Regions from separate parts of the Gossypium arboreum genome. Here region 1 is linked to region 2. Evidence: chromatin contacts called from public Hi-C data. All regions are on one chromosome and are shown on one strand. The core of a region is the stretch at or near the end of the contact, and the rest is flanking DNA. Distances in the headings are between cores, read along the strand shown.

Region 1 (7,084 bases), core at 561-3,060, 370 kb after region 2:
TCTTTCTGGCATCTTTGTTTATTTGAAAAATGATGCTTCATCATTATGGTGTTCACCATTGGATCTTGTTCTGTTTCCAAAATGATTGCTTACTCTGGAGGAGATACATGGAGATAATCAATTGGGAAACATATTAATTGTTTTCCTCTTTCTGTTGTCTTCTATGTAGATCCACTTATCTTGGTAATGCAGGGTTTCAAAGTTTTATTACTTCTTCTCATCTTGGCTCTAAATTATTTTCTTCCACAATTTATCTATTTTCTCCCCAAGTTGATTCAATGAAACTGAAACTGACAGTAGCTCTTAAGGGGGACGGTGGAGTTTATATATGTTCCCTTAGTTACTTTAGGCTCCATTGTCAAAGCATGTACTACAAAAGGTTTTTTTATTTGCCTAGTGATTTAATGTTTTGGGATATTCATGTTGAATCCTTGGGTTCTTGACTGTAACACTAACCCGATGTATATTTTGGACATGTATTGTAGGAAAGAATTGCTAGACTCTACTGTCATTACTCGCCTTATTGAGATTCTGAAGACATCACCATCAAACCTGCAAAGAAAAGCAGCTTCTATCTTGGAATTCATAACAATAATTGAACCAAGCATGGAAACAATAATCAAAGTAGATGTATCGTCTGGTTTGGAAGCTGTTTTTCATCAAAAAGCTGTAAAAGGTAAGGGCAAATAATTCTTAGTTGAAAACACTTGAGCTGTACTACTGTAGACTTGTGAGAACATATACCTTTTCTATTTTGCAGACAAGGAAGCTGATGTAGAAGGTCAGGAACTAGACGAATATGCTCTTGAAATTGAGGAAGCTGGCCTTGCAGTCTCTGCAGCTTCAAGGCTACTAACAAAACTTCTTGACTCGGAACAGTTTTGCCAAAAAATAGACTCTACCCATTTCATCAAACTACTCCGCAAAATCCTTAAGTCTGATATCCCTCTTCGAAACAAAGATTGGGTTGCCGCTTGCCTTGTTAAACTGTGCTCCATATCCAATCCTAATGTAGATTTTGAGAATCCAATCAACATGGAGGTAACTCTTTATGAGACAATCCCAAGACTTATAGAGCAGATAAAATTGTCTCTTTCTCCAGAAACACAGGAATCCGCAGCTGTTGAACTTAACAGAATAATTTCTGAAGGGGTTGTGGATTCCACCCGAGCTGTTGCATCTGAGGTTGGTATATTTCCACTTGTGAATCTTATTGAACAAGGGAGTGACAGAGCAGTCGAAGCAGCCTTATCAATACTGTATAATCTGAGTATGGACAGTGACAATCATTCTGCAATCATAGCTGCTGGGGCAGTGCCAGCGTTGAGGAAGATTGTTTTATCGCAAAGATCACACTGGACACGAGCACTTCGTCTGCTAAGGAATCTGCCTGTGTGATGCCAACATGAATACTAGGTTTTTAGGGCCTTTGTACAGATCCTACAATCATTTTTGTTCTATTCAGCAGGAGCCATTTCTCTCGAGTTATAACAATCGCATTGGTATAATTTCATTGGAAAGCCCATGTTTTTGTGACAAGTTTTATGCAGTCAGCTCCTTGCCTTTTATCATAATAATGAAACTCATGTCAGATATTGTGGAAACCTTGAAGAATTCAACTGATTGCTGCAGTGTACGAATATCAATGAACAACTTTATAGTGTGATTAAGATCAAAAGTACAAAAATTGTTGATGACAGACAATGTGCTTTTTAGCTGATGATGGGTTGTACCTCCTGCTTCTAATGTTGTACGTTAAAGATCTTGTCAAGATATTTCTGACCAGCCAATGGCTCTATAGATAGTTTTATAAGTTATCCTTCGGCAGTTACCGGAGCAGAACACCATAAATAATAAATAATAAAAAATAAAAATCCAAATACGAAACAGAGAACTAAAAAAAGTGACAAGAAAAAAGAAAAAGCATGGCTTGCTTATCCTGCAGTTGTATATCCATTGCCATGGCCAAAGCTGTTATCCATCCCCCCATTGCCTCTCTTACTGACAAACCCTCCCCACAAGAAACCCAAACAAATTCAAAACCCAAAACAGCAACTCGACCAAGAAAAAGGAGACAACGTTTGCGACAACAAAAGCCACACCCTCCTCCCTCTGTCGTCCAGATTGAACGTGCCATTGGTGCTGGTTCCTTCCGTGACGCTGATTCCAGGCATATCTTTCTTCAGCCCCCCTTTGTTTTTTATGGGTAATTGAGAATAAGCTTGATGTTTGTTTTGTTTAAACATGGGCAGTGATTTGGAGGAGCAAAGGAGGAAGACGATATTCGATGGGCTTTTGCCTGTCACTGGTGGTAAATTTGAAGGAGACATTGAAAAGAAGCTCCGCGAGACTGGGGAGTGGATTGGTACCACTACTGAAGCAACCTTCCGTTCCTCCGGTACTTCATTTTTCTCTCTATTTTCTTTCAATCGAGTTCAGATAAGTTTTAGTACTGAAAGGTGAAAGCTACTTGTAAGACGGAAAGTTTAAGATGTATATGAAGCATATTTAGGTATAAGAGGTAGGCAATATGATTTTTTTTTTATACTGCTTTTGATAATAGCTTGCAGAATAGCGCAAAACAAGCAACCAATTGAATGATCTAGAAACTTCAACTCTTTTACCAAGTTAGAATGCAGATAATTTTCTGCCATTGTCAGTAGCTCAGGTCTCCACCCCTCACTGTGCTGACTTATGATATCGAATTAAGATCAATTGTTACATGCCAAGACTTAAGCTAAGCAAATATGCAGCCTTAACCTTGAATTTTACACCTTTAGTCAGCCTTCAAACACTCTATTAGCAGTTGCATTTAGAAGCAACCCACACTTAGCATATGTTGGAAAAGAGATGGGCAGTGCTGGACTTTCAACTTCTACGAATGAGGGTGAGGGTGACCTAGACTACTGTTGAGGTTGCATCCCATAAATCGTAATGTCATCCGGTTAGTGGTAAATTTCATTTGTTTTGATAGATGACTCGTATGATTGATTTTATTAATGGGAAAATTGGTTGTGCAGGAAAAACAATCCTGTTGGTTGTGCTACAATGGATCCTACCAATTTGGACCTTTTCTCTACTAGTTGCTTCTGGGGTCATAAAGCTACCATTCAGCACCCCCCTAATCGATGACCTCATCATGTGAAACCACTTTGCTTCATTCTTCTGGATATCATGTTTTGTGTATAAGATTGTTCACATCTTGTTTAAACCAATCAACCGCAGCTTCAATCATAATATCACCATGCCAAAAAATAGCAATGGATCTTAAAACCAAATTTACCTAAAGACTTTCATGTGTCTTCTAGTCTATACCGAAAATCTAATACCTTTCCTCATAAACCCTAAAAATGAAATATTAACAACTGCAATATAAATTCATCTTCCTCTACTTTTTAGGTTCGTAACTTGCAAAGTTTACTCCTAAAAACTATTAGGGCCCCTTTGGATACAAAGGTAACTGTTTCATAGCTTTTCATGCAAATCTTTTTTCAACTGGAGTTTAATGTGCTGCTTGGATCTCATTAGTGAGGTGAGATTGATGAAATATGGGTTTTTTTCTTAAATAATGTAAAAAAATTAAATACGAAAATGATACAACATGCATACTAATTATAAAAATGGGTCGATTTTTACAGTAAAATAAAGTGCCAACAAGCTGTCAAGTGGCACTATAAATTTTCCCATAACCATTAGCTAATTGTGCCGTTGAAAAAAAAATATTTTAAGTAGTACTACCTAACACATTGGCGGCATCAATATAAAGTGGCATCAATATAAAGTTTTAAATAATACATGTATTTTCGGGGATATACAGAATCAAAAATACAAAGTGAATTTTTTTTGTGATGTCGACTAACAAATTGATAACACCAGTGTTTTTTCTTTTTTTTTTTAAAGGTGGTAGAAAAAGAAAAAAAAAGGGTAAAAAATGCTGGTGTTATGGTACCACCTGCTAGGTTGACAACATTGGTTTGAAATTTTAAAATGTTTAGCCATTGTTAAAGAAAAAGGTTAAATGTTTTTTTTATGGGTGTTGCCTGATAGTGTGACAACACCAAACCTCCATATAAACCCCTTTCTTGACTAAAAAACAAAATTTTAGTTGTTTATGAGTTCCGAACAAAATGAGAGAGAAAAAAAAGTTGTTAGAAATTAAGATTGAAGATCAACAATATTTGTTTTCCATTTTAGAATTCAAGTTCTTTTTTTTTAACTTCAAAAAACAAGTTTGAATTGATAATGTTAGCTTGTAATTATTTTTATGTATTTTCATTTTATTTTATTATTATGTATGATTATGTGACTATATATTGATAATTAATAGTATGAGATGCAAGTTATATTGTTTGATAAAATTTTCTTTGTTGTTTTAAAATGGTATGAATTGTTTTAATAGGAACTAATATATATAATTTTTATTTTTAATTTGTTTTATAGATATACTATCGAAGATAAATAACCAATTCTTCATATATATCCACTTCGATGTGATAATTTTCCAAACATAAGTTGGTTGTATACTTGAATCGCGTCATCAAGTAGGAATGAGATTTAACAAGAGTGTAAAACTTGATGAAATCAAACAAAAGATTAGCGTGGAAATTGCTTGACGTTGTGAGAGGAAGATGCTCAGACTATTTTACAAATTTCTAGTTCCATCAAATCCGTGCAAATATAGGGAGATGAAACTTATAAAAGATGATGACATGACGACTATGATCGTCCTGTATTGCTTGCCTGGTAACATTGACCCAGTTGAGTTGTTCTTTGAGTTAGCAGATGTTGAGTCCCATACAAAATGTCATTCTATTAAATTAACAATATAGAGTTCATAACTCGTATACAAAGGCTTTGAGAATATTGGTCGATAGGCGATCTTCTATACACGGGTTTAATAACATCCCTAACCCGTATCCGTCGTCGAAACAGGGTTACGGAGCATTATCGGAGTTTACAATTCAATTACAATTAATTTATGTCATTTACTATTCATTTTCGAAAATCAATCATAATCAATCATAATGTCCCTTATATGGGTTCTTGAGGCCAAAATACATATTAGAATTGAGTCGGGGTTAAACTGAGATCACATAAATATTTTTTAAGGTGTAGAGGACACATGCCCGTGTGGCCAGGCCGTGTGGTTTACACAGCCAATGACATGCCCGTGTCTCAGGCCGTGTGGGCATTCGATGTGAGGCACACGGTCGTGGCCCAACCAGTGTCCTTACTCGTGTAACTCTCTAACTTGAGTCATAAGGCCAGCCACACGCTCTTGTGCTGGGCCGTGTGGTCAATCTAATTTTTGAAAATTAGGTGCACGTTTCACACGACCAAGACACACGCCTGTGTTCTAGGCTGTGTGTCACACACGGCTGAGACATACGCCCGTGTCTCTGCCGGTGTGACAAATTCTGAGCATTCTGTTTCTAAATTTTTAAGATACAGGGGACACATACCGCCAAACCACACATCCGTGAGCATGGCCGTGTGCCACAGTTAAGACACACGCCCGTGTGTATATCCGTATGGACAAAATAAGACCATTTTCCTAGCCTTATTTCTTACCCTTTTTACCTTGCACCTACATCAACATTTAATCATTTTCAACAACCAATTCAAGACAACTTATCCAAGCCAAACACAGGGGACACATACTGCCAAACCACACACCCGTGAGCATGGCCGTGTGCCACAGTTAAGACACACGCCCGTGTGTCTACCCGTATGGACAAAATAAGACCATTTTCCAAGCCTTATTTCTTACCCTTTTTACCTTGCACCTACATCAACATTTAATCATTTTGAACAACCAATTCAAGACAACTTATCAAAGCCAAACACAAGAGTTATATATAATATATTAACACTTACGTTTATGTATGTCCAAACTTACCCTTTTTTGTAAACATATAATTTACCATAATTCAATTTAACTATATCATACACACATATATGTTAAACATATTATAGCCTTATAATAATGTACTAAATCATCCATTACTGTAACACCCCTCACCCGTATTCGCTATCAGAATAGGGTTACGAGGTATTACCGATCAATACACGTCATTTATCATACAAAACTCATACATTTATGCATTTATATTCAAATACCATTCAACACAATTGAATTGTCCCTTATAAGGGCCTGCGAGGCCTAAAACATGCTTTAGAAGTGGTTCGGGACTAAACTGATAACATATAAAAAATTTTAGAAACCTAGAAAAATTTCAAACATATAAGTGTAACACCCCTCACCCGTATCCGGTGCCGGGATAGAGTTCGAGGCATTACCGGGACTTTACATTTTCAATATACCAACTCGGGTCACAAAGTTTCACCCAAAATTTAAAACTTTTCAACCATATATATCTCGTCCCTAATGTAAGCCTTTGAGGCTTAAAACAATACCTATAGGTAGTGCGGAACATAACCAAGAACGTTCGAAGAACCTGGGTCACCTTCGGAAAATTTTCTTATTTAGAAGTATCACACGCCCATGTGAGTGGGCTGTGTGGTCACACACGCCCGTGTGGCTTAGGACACACCCATGCCTTTAGTCCGTGTGCAACACTGACTTTTCAGCAGGACCTCGGCACACGCCTATGTGGCCCGCCCATGTTCAATACTGTCTTTTAAGCAAGGCCAAGGCACACGCCCGTGTGGCCTGTTTGTGTACTACACTAACCTAAAGTTTTAAGTGCAGGGGACACACGGCCATAGCAAACACCCATGGGAGTGAGCCGTGGGTCACACACGGCCTAGACACACGCCCGTGTGTCCAACCATGTAGACCCTAATAGGCTATTTCCCAAGCCTTTTTGGTCACCCCATTTTACTTCTTATGCATTATGGTTACCCAATAAAAAATAAAACATAATTATACCCTTGTAAATGATCTTGATAAAACTTACAGCATGGAGACCTCATATCATTGGTGTCATACATGCAAGGTTATTTTCCAACTAGTATTTATGGGTTTCCATGTTATTGTAATTCATTCAAAATTTGGCTCGTTTTGGTAACTCATTACCAATTATAGCAACCCACTATATAAGAGTATAAACATGCATGGATT
Region 2 (7,006 bases), core at 2,520-5,019:
TTTATATCTGTGAAATTTTCATGCTTTAATTTTATCGTTTGAGTGTCGATTTAATAAAAAGGGTTTAATCGCGTAAAATGAAAGTTTGATGGTTAAATAGAAAAGGGCCGAATTGTTGTTGTCTTTATAAATGGAGGTATTTATGTTGCAATTTGCCCTTGATAACATGAAATGGACGGTAGTGGCCTTATTATAACATGGTTTTATATTTTATTTCAAAGGTTAATTAGGTAAATTAATTAATAAGTTATAATATAATAAAACATATAATTAAAAGCCATTGCTCATCTTTTTCTCTTATGACCAAAATAACAAATGGAAAGAAAAGAACAAAAGCTTGGGGTATTCGGCCTTGTCCAAGCTTGATTCAAGGTTAGTTTTTGTTCGGTTTTTTTATAATTTTTATGTTTTTGAGACCGTTGCTATGTTATCTACAAAGCCCATGCTTGAATTTCTGATTTTGGTGAATATTTTGAGTTATGTCATTGATGAATATTTGAGTTTTGTGGTGTTAGTTTGTTAAATATGAAAGATATGTTTTGGATTGATATGTTTTGTATTGGAATTTTTTATGATTTTAAGTAATTAGGACTAAATTGAAAAAATAATAAATTGAGGGACTAAAATATGAAATAAATGAAATGTATGGACTTGTATGAACACTAGGAACATTCGACCTAATCATGGTGTGTGCAAATTTTACATGTTTGTGTCTTATGCAATTTGGACTTAATTGTAAAAAGTGTAAAATGTCAGGGGTAAAATGGTAATTTTTCCATATATGTGTTTTTGGATTAAATTGAATAAAAATATGTTTGAATGAGTTTAATTTGAAAATGTTTAGATCAAGAACCAAATAAATTAGATTTGGATCGGGGGAAAACTAAAGTTGTCGACTAGTTGTCCCGTTTCGTTTTTCATCGTCCGAGGTAAGGTTATAAGAAAATAGATATCGTTAGTTCTAATTATGTATGAGTTTATATTCTGAAATTAAATTATGAGAAATTTTATATGTGAGAGCCGAATGTATATGTACAAAGGAATTAAGCTTACGAGTTCGTTTCGACTAAATTACAACGTCCGAAATCCTCTTATGAACCTTAGGAATAGCTAGGATTCATATGTCATGACATAGGATTTCGATATGTGATGTGCGAGTAAGACCATGGGATCGATATATGTGTGCGAGTAAGACCACACTTTATACGTTGGCATCGATATGTGACTTCGATATATGTGCGCGAGTAAGACCGCATTTTATACGTTGGCATCAATATGTGACTTCTATAAATGTGTGCGAGTAAGACGACGTTTTATACATTAGCATCGATATGTGACTCCGATATATGTGTGCGAGTAAGACCCTGTCTGGGACAGTGGCATCGATATGTGATTACATGTAAGACCACGTTTGGGACGTTGGCATTGTACGATATATGTGATTATCCATGTGTCCTATCCAATTCTGAATGGTTCATCGAGCAACGATAAGTTGTGATCGAATGTGTAAAACGAGCTAAAATGACCAGGTATGAGTTAGCTTATTACCTACTTGAAATAAAGTAAGTAAGTTACTTGATATTTGTTGCAAATGAAGAATGTATGTGAATATGGAAAGCGTATTCGACCTTTTTAATATATAATGTGAATATTTTTTAAATGATTCTTGAATATGTGTATATAAGATTATGTATATTCGCCAATGTGAAATTGTATATGGAAGTATATGTTATATATGAAATTATGATCTTATAAATAAATGTGAATATGATAGCCTAAATTAGTTTGGTTAAGTTGAGTGATGTTAACATTGAGTTATTTATTTGCTTATGACTTATTACGCTATGATAGCTTACTTTATGTATTTGTTTGCATTGTTTTATGTTTGATTATGGTTTAAGTTCATTTTGGTTATAATGCTATGTGCCATGGATGAATGGTATTTGTGATATGTGTTTTGTGCATTGAAGTTGGTTGATGATTTTGGATGTGGTATGAGTGAATTGGCTATGATATTTATATAATAGTATGAATTATGTTTGTTATGCTACCTTTGGTTAAAATGATTTGATTATGTTTTACATGTGTTAGTAATGGTTTAAAATTAGTTGATAAGTATATTTGGATAAATGTTGAAATGAGATAATGAATATATTTGATTGATAGTTCGACATTTGTATATATATTACATTCTAGCATATTATGCATTAGTTTGACATATACATCATTTCAAAGTATATATATTGAGGTGATTGGTCATGTGTTTTGGTAGTAAATTGAATGATGATTATATAGAGACAAAGATATTTCGGTTGTGGATTTATATTGATGTATTGGGAAGATATGATTTGCATTACAAATAGTTAAAATTAATGAGCTTAATACAAAGAATATATGTATTTGATATGTTTGTTATAAAATTCAATAAAGAAGTTATAATAGTTATAATGTATATTCAGTTATGATATTAAATATTATGATGTGTTTTATGGCATATTTTATGAGATGAATTGGTATGATTCTTGAGTATGATATTTTAGCATGGTGTATAACTTGTGAAGTTGGTATATTTTGATTTAGTCTTAATATTTATAAATTTTGTTTATTAAGTCATATAGAAATGGTGTGAATTATTTGTATGTATATTAATGACTGAATAAATTATGGATGTATAGTTAGTATTTTGCAAATAAATCTTAGTATGTTTTGACTGGTAGTATTGATAAAAATAGTCCATTTTAATTTGGTAATATGCGTATGAAATTGAATTGTAAAAGAATATTTTTGGCCATGTTATAATGTTATCTTTATCTTATATAATAATGAATATTACACTATGTTATAAGGTGATATGATATGATATATTAATGTATATTGATTGTGTTTCTGAAAGTCAATGCCGCATATATTTTATATGACTTTGAATTTTATTGAAAATTGTATTGATTAAAATTATGTGCTTAGTGTTTTAAATAAATTTATATTTTAGTTTTGTAATTATAACATATGTGTAAATGTGAATGTTTGAATGGCTCCCTATCAAGGTTCAAAGATAAATTGATATTATAAATTGATATCTCTTTCCAAATTCACTCTCGATATAGGATCAATACAAGAGCCAACTTCTCCCCTTCCTCTCCCTTCCCTTTACTCTAACTAGAAACATTACAACCAAACTGACTACCCCCTTTCATTCTTTCGTCCTCATCACGTAACCAAACATTACTCATGGTAAGAGCTCTCATAGACTGAGCTTTCAGCGGCATATCCCAGCCAAACTCCGCAACCTCAACCCTCAATGACATTTTTGCTTGATAAAACGAGTCATTATGCCCTAACTTTCCACCAAAGAAACAAAACAGAGTCAATCTCTCGTATTTAAAAGAGACATAAGAACAACTACCAGACGCAAACATCACTTTCTTGTTTCTCTTTAAAAGGCATTTAACATATAATTGAACCCTTATATGTAACTTCGCAACCCTTTCCCTAGACTAGATCCGCCATATTCTAAAAACTTTCCAAGAAAATCATCCAATTGTCTAGCCATAACATCATTAAAGAAACCCGGGGCACATCATGAACTTGTACCCAAAAATTCACAAATATTAAAGGTACCCTCTTCAGATCTTCTCCCAATTTCAAACAATGTAACAACAGTAGATAATTATTAAAAGTCCACATAGACTCCTTTAATACCCTCTCCAAATCCATTTTATGGAAAAACTTCTAATAGCCGGGAAATCAATAATGCTTGCCATTAGAACCTATCAAATTATATATACTTTATGAAAGAAATATAATATATTTTAATTGTTACATGCTATCATCCCTATATCGCACGAAAGAAAACTATGTATCGCAGGAAAAGAAAATGAAAATTGATTTCCAAATTAGCAGATAATAGAATGGGGATAAAAATATTTAGCAAAGGATAATATAAATAATAATTAATGTCCGTTATTCTGAATCGTTTGTCTCGTCTCCTCCGTCTGCAGTGCATCCCTAATCTGAGCAAAAGTATTTACGCGTTTTGCGTTGCTTAATTCCTTATTATCCATTCCCTTTTCTCCTTTTCTTTCCTTATTTATATTTCCTTTTCTCACTATTTTTCTCTCCAATTTTCCTTCTTTCATTTCTCTCCAAATTTTCCCAACAATGGAGTCCGTCGATCTTCACGAACCCACCAATGCCAACCACGTTGACCACGGCTGGCAAAAGGTCTCTTATCCCAAACGTCAACGCAAGACCAAGCCCAACGCCGATCCCAACCTCCCCCGTTCTAATGGAACCCTAACTAATGGCTCCGCCAGCGTTTTCCGTTCCCTCGAGCAACAGTCCGAGGATCGCCGTCGTCGGATAGTTGAAGCTCAAAGAGCTTACGCTGCTGCTGCCATTGATGCCGATGCCAAGTCTAAGCCTAAAAGATCGGTCATCGATGATTCCGACGATGACGATGGCAGTGATCTGGATGGCGTTAAACCTAACGGGAAGCCAGCAGATGAGGAGAAGAAGGCGAAGCAAAAGAAGCCGAAGAAGCCTAAAGTTACGGTTGTAGAAGCCGCTGCGAAGATCGATCCCACTGATCTCTCTGCTTATCTCGCTGTAAGTGTACCAGGATGATAAATTTGATTGTCTTTTGCTTGGATAACTGGATTCATTATATAAATATTTTTAATTTGTTTGGGGAATTAGGAATTGAATGGCGAACAGCAAGAAATTCAAATGCAGAAGTTTGCGGATTACTATGGTAAGGCATTTCAGCTAGTGGTTGCGGGGCAGTTTCCTTGGTTGAAGCTTTTCAGGGAGAGTACCGTTGCCAAGCTTGCTGATGTGAGTTTTTTTTGTGTGTGTGTGTGTGTGTGTGTGTGTGTGCGCTCTGGGTTTTTTTATTATTATTTTATTTGATCACAATTGGAATTTGTTGATTATGTTAGCTAGATTGGAGGAATGAAGGAGGTTTTAACGCATTAATTTCTTGCATGATTGAGTGTTCAAATTGAGAACTTTTTACCAAAGCTCGATTTGTGGTTTGAGCAGATTAACGTGCTATCATCCATGGTTTTGCCAATAATGTGATTGGAATTTTTAGTTTTATTTGAGTAATCGTAAATAATTGCACTGATTTATGATCTTCCATTGCGCCATCTCAACTTTTGATATTATGTTAGTTTTAACATTTAAAATTATCCTACAATTCTTTTTATTTGAAGAAACATATCTTTTTGAATTGACCTCAAACTTTTTTCTCATGTTGTTTAAACTTTAATTGTTATTCTAAGGTTCTTTCCATCTGTCATTTTCAGACCTTTCTATGTGATGTCTTCACTGTCGTTATTGTGCTTACTCGTTTTTTTCAGATGTCAATTTGATTCCTTTTGGTCTCTATTGATCTTTGCTTAACTTTGTATTATATATTTTATTTTTCTGACCAAAGTGAATTTGTCCTTCAACAGATACCACTTTCACATATTTTTGATGCTGTTTATAAGACCTCAGCTGACTGGATAAGCCAACGATCCCTTGAGGCACTTGGTTTCTTTGTATTATGGTCTTTAGACATCATTCTTGAGGACTTGGCGGCCCAACAAGCAAGTGCTAAGGGCTCCAAAAAAGGTGCGCAACAGACATCATTGAAGTCTAAGGTAAATTTACTTGGCAATTTGGTTATTTTATTTGGTTTTTCTTCTATTCTTTTGGTTTCTGATGCTTTTGAGGTATCAGATGGGGTTTGATGTAGAAACATGCTATGCAGGTTGGTATATTTGTGGCATTAGCTATGGTATTGCAGCGTAAACCTGATGCTTTAATTAGTGTATTGCCAAAGTTGAGAGAAAATTCCAAATATCAAGGACAAGATAAGCTCCCCATTTTTGTATGGACGATAGTTCAGGTAAGTAGATGGGAAAAGAACTTTATTCTAACTGGTATATGAATCTGGAAGGCAGTTTACAATCTCTTAATCTTTACTTTTTGAGAAGCTTCTTATCTCATTTCATACATTAATGTTGTATTTGTTTAGGCATCCAAAGGAGATCTTGCTGTGGGACTGTACTCGTGGGCACATCTCCTCTTGCCTGTACTTAGTAGCAAAAACTGTAATCCACAATCCAGAGATCTAATTTTACAACTGGTGGAATGGTATTAGGACTTTTACAGTTTGTGCCTTTTTCGTCTTGGTCCATTTTTAACCTTTTAATTGAGTTACAAATTCATTAAGGTTTATTGAATTATTTTCCTTCTGGTGTAGGATCTTATCTGTCTCAAAAGCTCGGTCAATTTTAGTAAATAATGCTGTTAGAAAAGGGGAACGTTTGGTGCCTCCATCTTCATTTGAGATACTGATGCGAGCTACCTTCCCTGCATCTTCATCTAGGGTGAAGGTAGGTTAAAAGTTTGACTGCTTGAATTTGCCGTGTCATTGCTTATATGTTAAAATCATTATACTTTCTCGTGTTTTTGTAAGTATTATCCTATTGGTGCAGGCGACTGAAAGGTTTGAGGCCATATATCCCACAGTAAAGGAAGTTGCACTTGCTGGTTCTCACGGGAGCAAAGCAATGAGACAAGCGGCTCTTCAGATGTTCGCCTTTGCTATCAAAGCAGCAGGAGAAAGTATGCTTTTGCACCTGACAACTTTTTGTTCTTTGCATCCCTTTCCTCCAGCCCTACCTGCCCCATTTCTTTATCCACTTTGTTCGTATTGAAGTTTCAATGCTTGAGTGTATCTTTCTTTGAGCAGGCTCTCCTGAGTTATCCAAAGAGGCAGCTGGAATAGTCATATGGTGTTTGAACCAGAACGCTGAGTGCTACAAGCAGTGGGTGAGCTATAAGCTATTTTAGGTTTTAGCAAACCTTTATATGGAGGAATATTTTAGTTTTTCTAATTAACTTCATGTCGATTTATTCTTATTTTTTACTACATGTGAACAGGACAAGGTTTATCTTGATAATCTGGAAGCGAATGTGAGTGTTCTTAGAAGGCTTTCAGATGAATGGAAAGAAC

The links. A called contact is a pair of places that touch in the nucleus more often than the background predicts.
Region 1: a contact with region 2 is called in a Hi-C map of leaf, with 5 times the contacts expected there. The contact joins the promoter of LOC108467097 here to the promoter of LOC108467283 in region 2. A contact is called at or near these places in 2 of 5 Hi-C or Micro-C datasets (both in leaf).

What each region holds. Positions count from the first base shown.
Region 1 is chr2:77,140,269-77,147,352 of ASM2569848v2, forward strand. LOC108467097 (probable NAD(P)H dehydrogenase subunit CRR3, chloroplastic) reads left to right here and starts at 1,811. Exons shown (of 3, transcript XM_017767602.2): 1 at 1,811-2,170; 2 at 2,253-2,398; 3 at 3,021-3,237. The coding sequence starts at 1,926. The coding sequence ends at 3,145. LOC108467096 reads left to right here. Exons shown (of 9, transcript XM_017767601.2): 8 at 486-676; 9 at 761-1,604. The coding sequence ends at 1,398.
Region 2 is chr2:76,764,639-76,771,644 of ASM2569848v2, forward strand. It overlaps LOC108467283, which reads left to right and starts at 3,770. Exons shown (of 10, transcript XM_017767882.2): 1 at 3,770-4,605; 2 at 4,696-4,833; 3 at 5,457-5,645; 4 at 5,756-5,893; 5 at 6,023-6,141; 6 at 6,251-6,383; 7 at 6,486-6,615; 8 at 6,743-6,822; 9 at 6,934-7,006. The coding sequence starts at 4,159.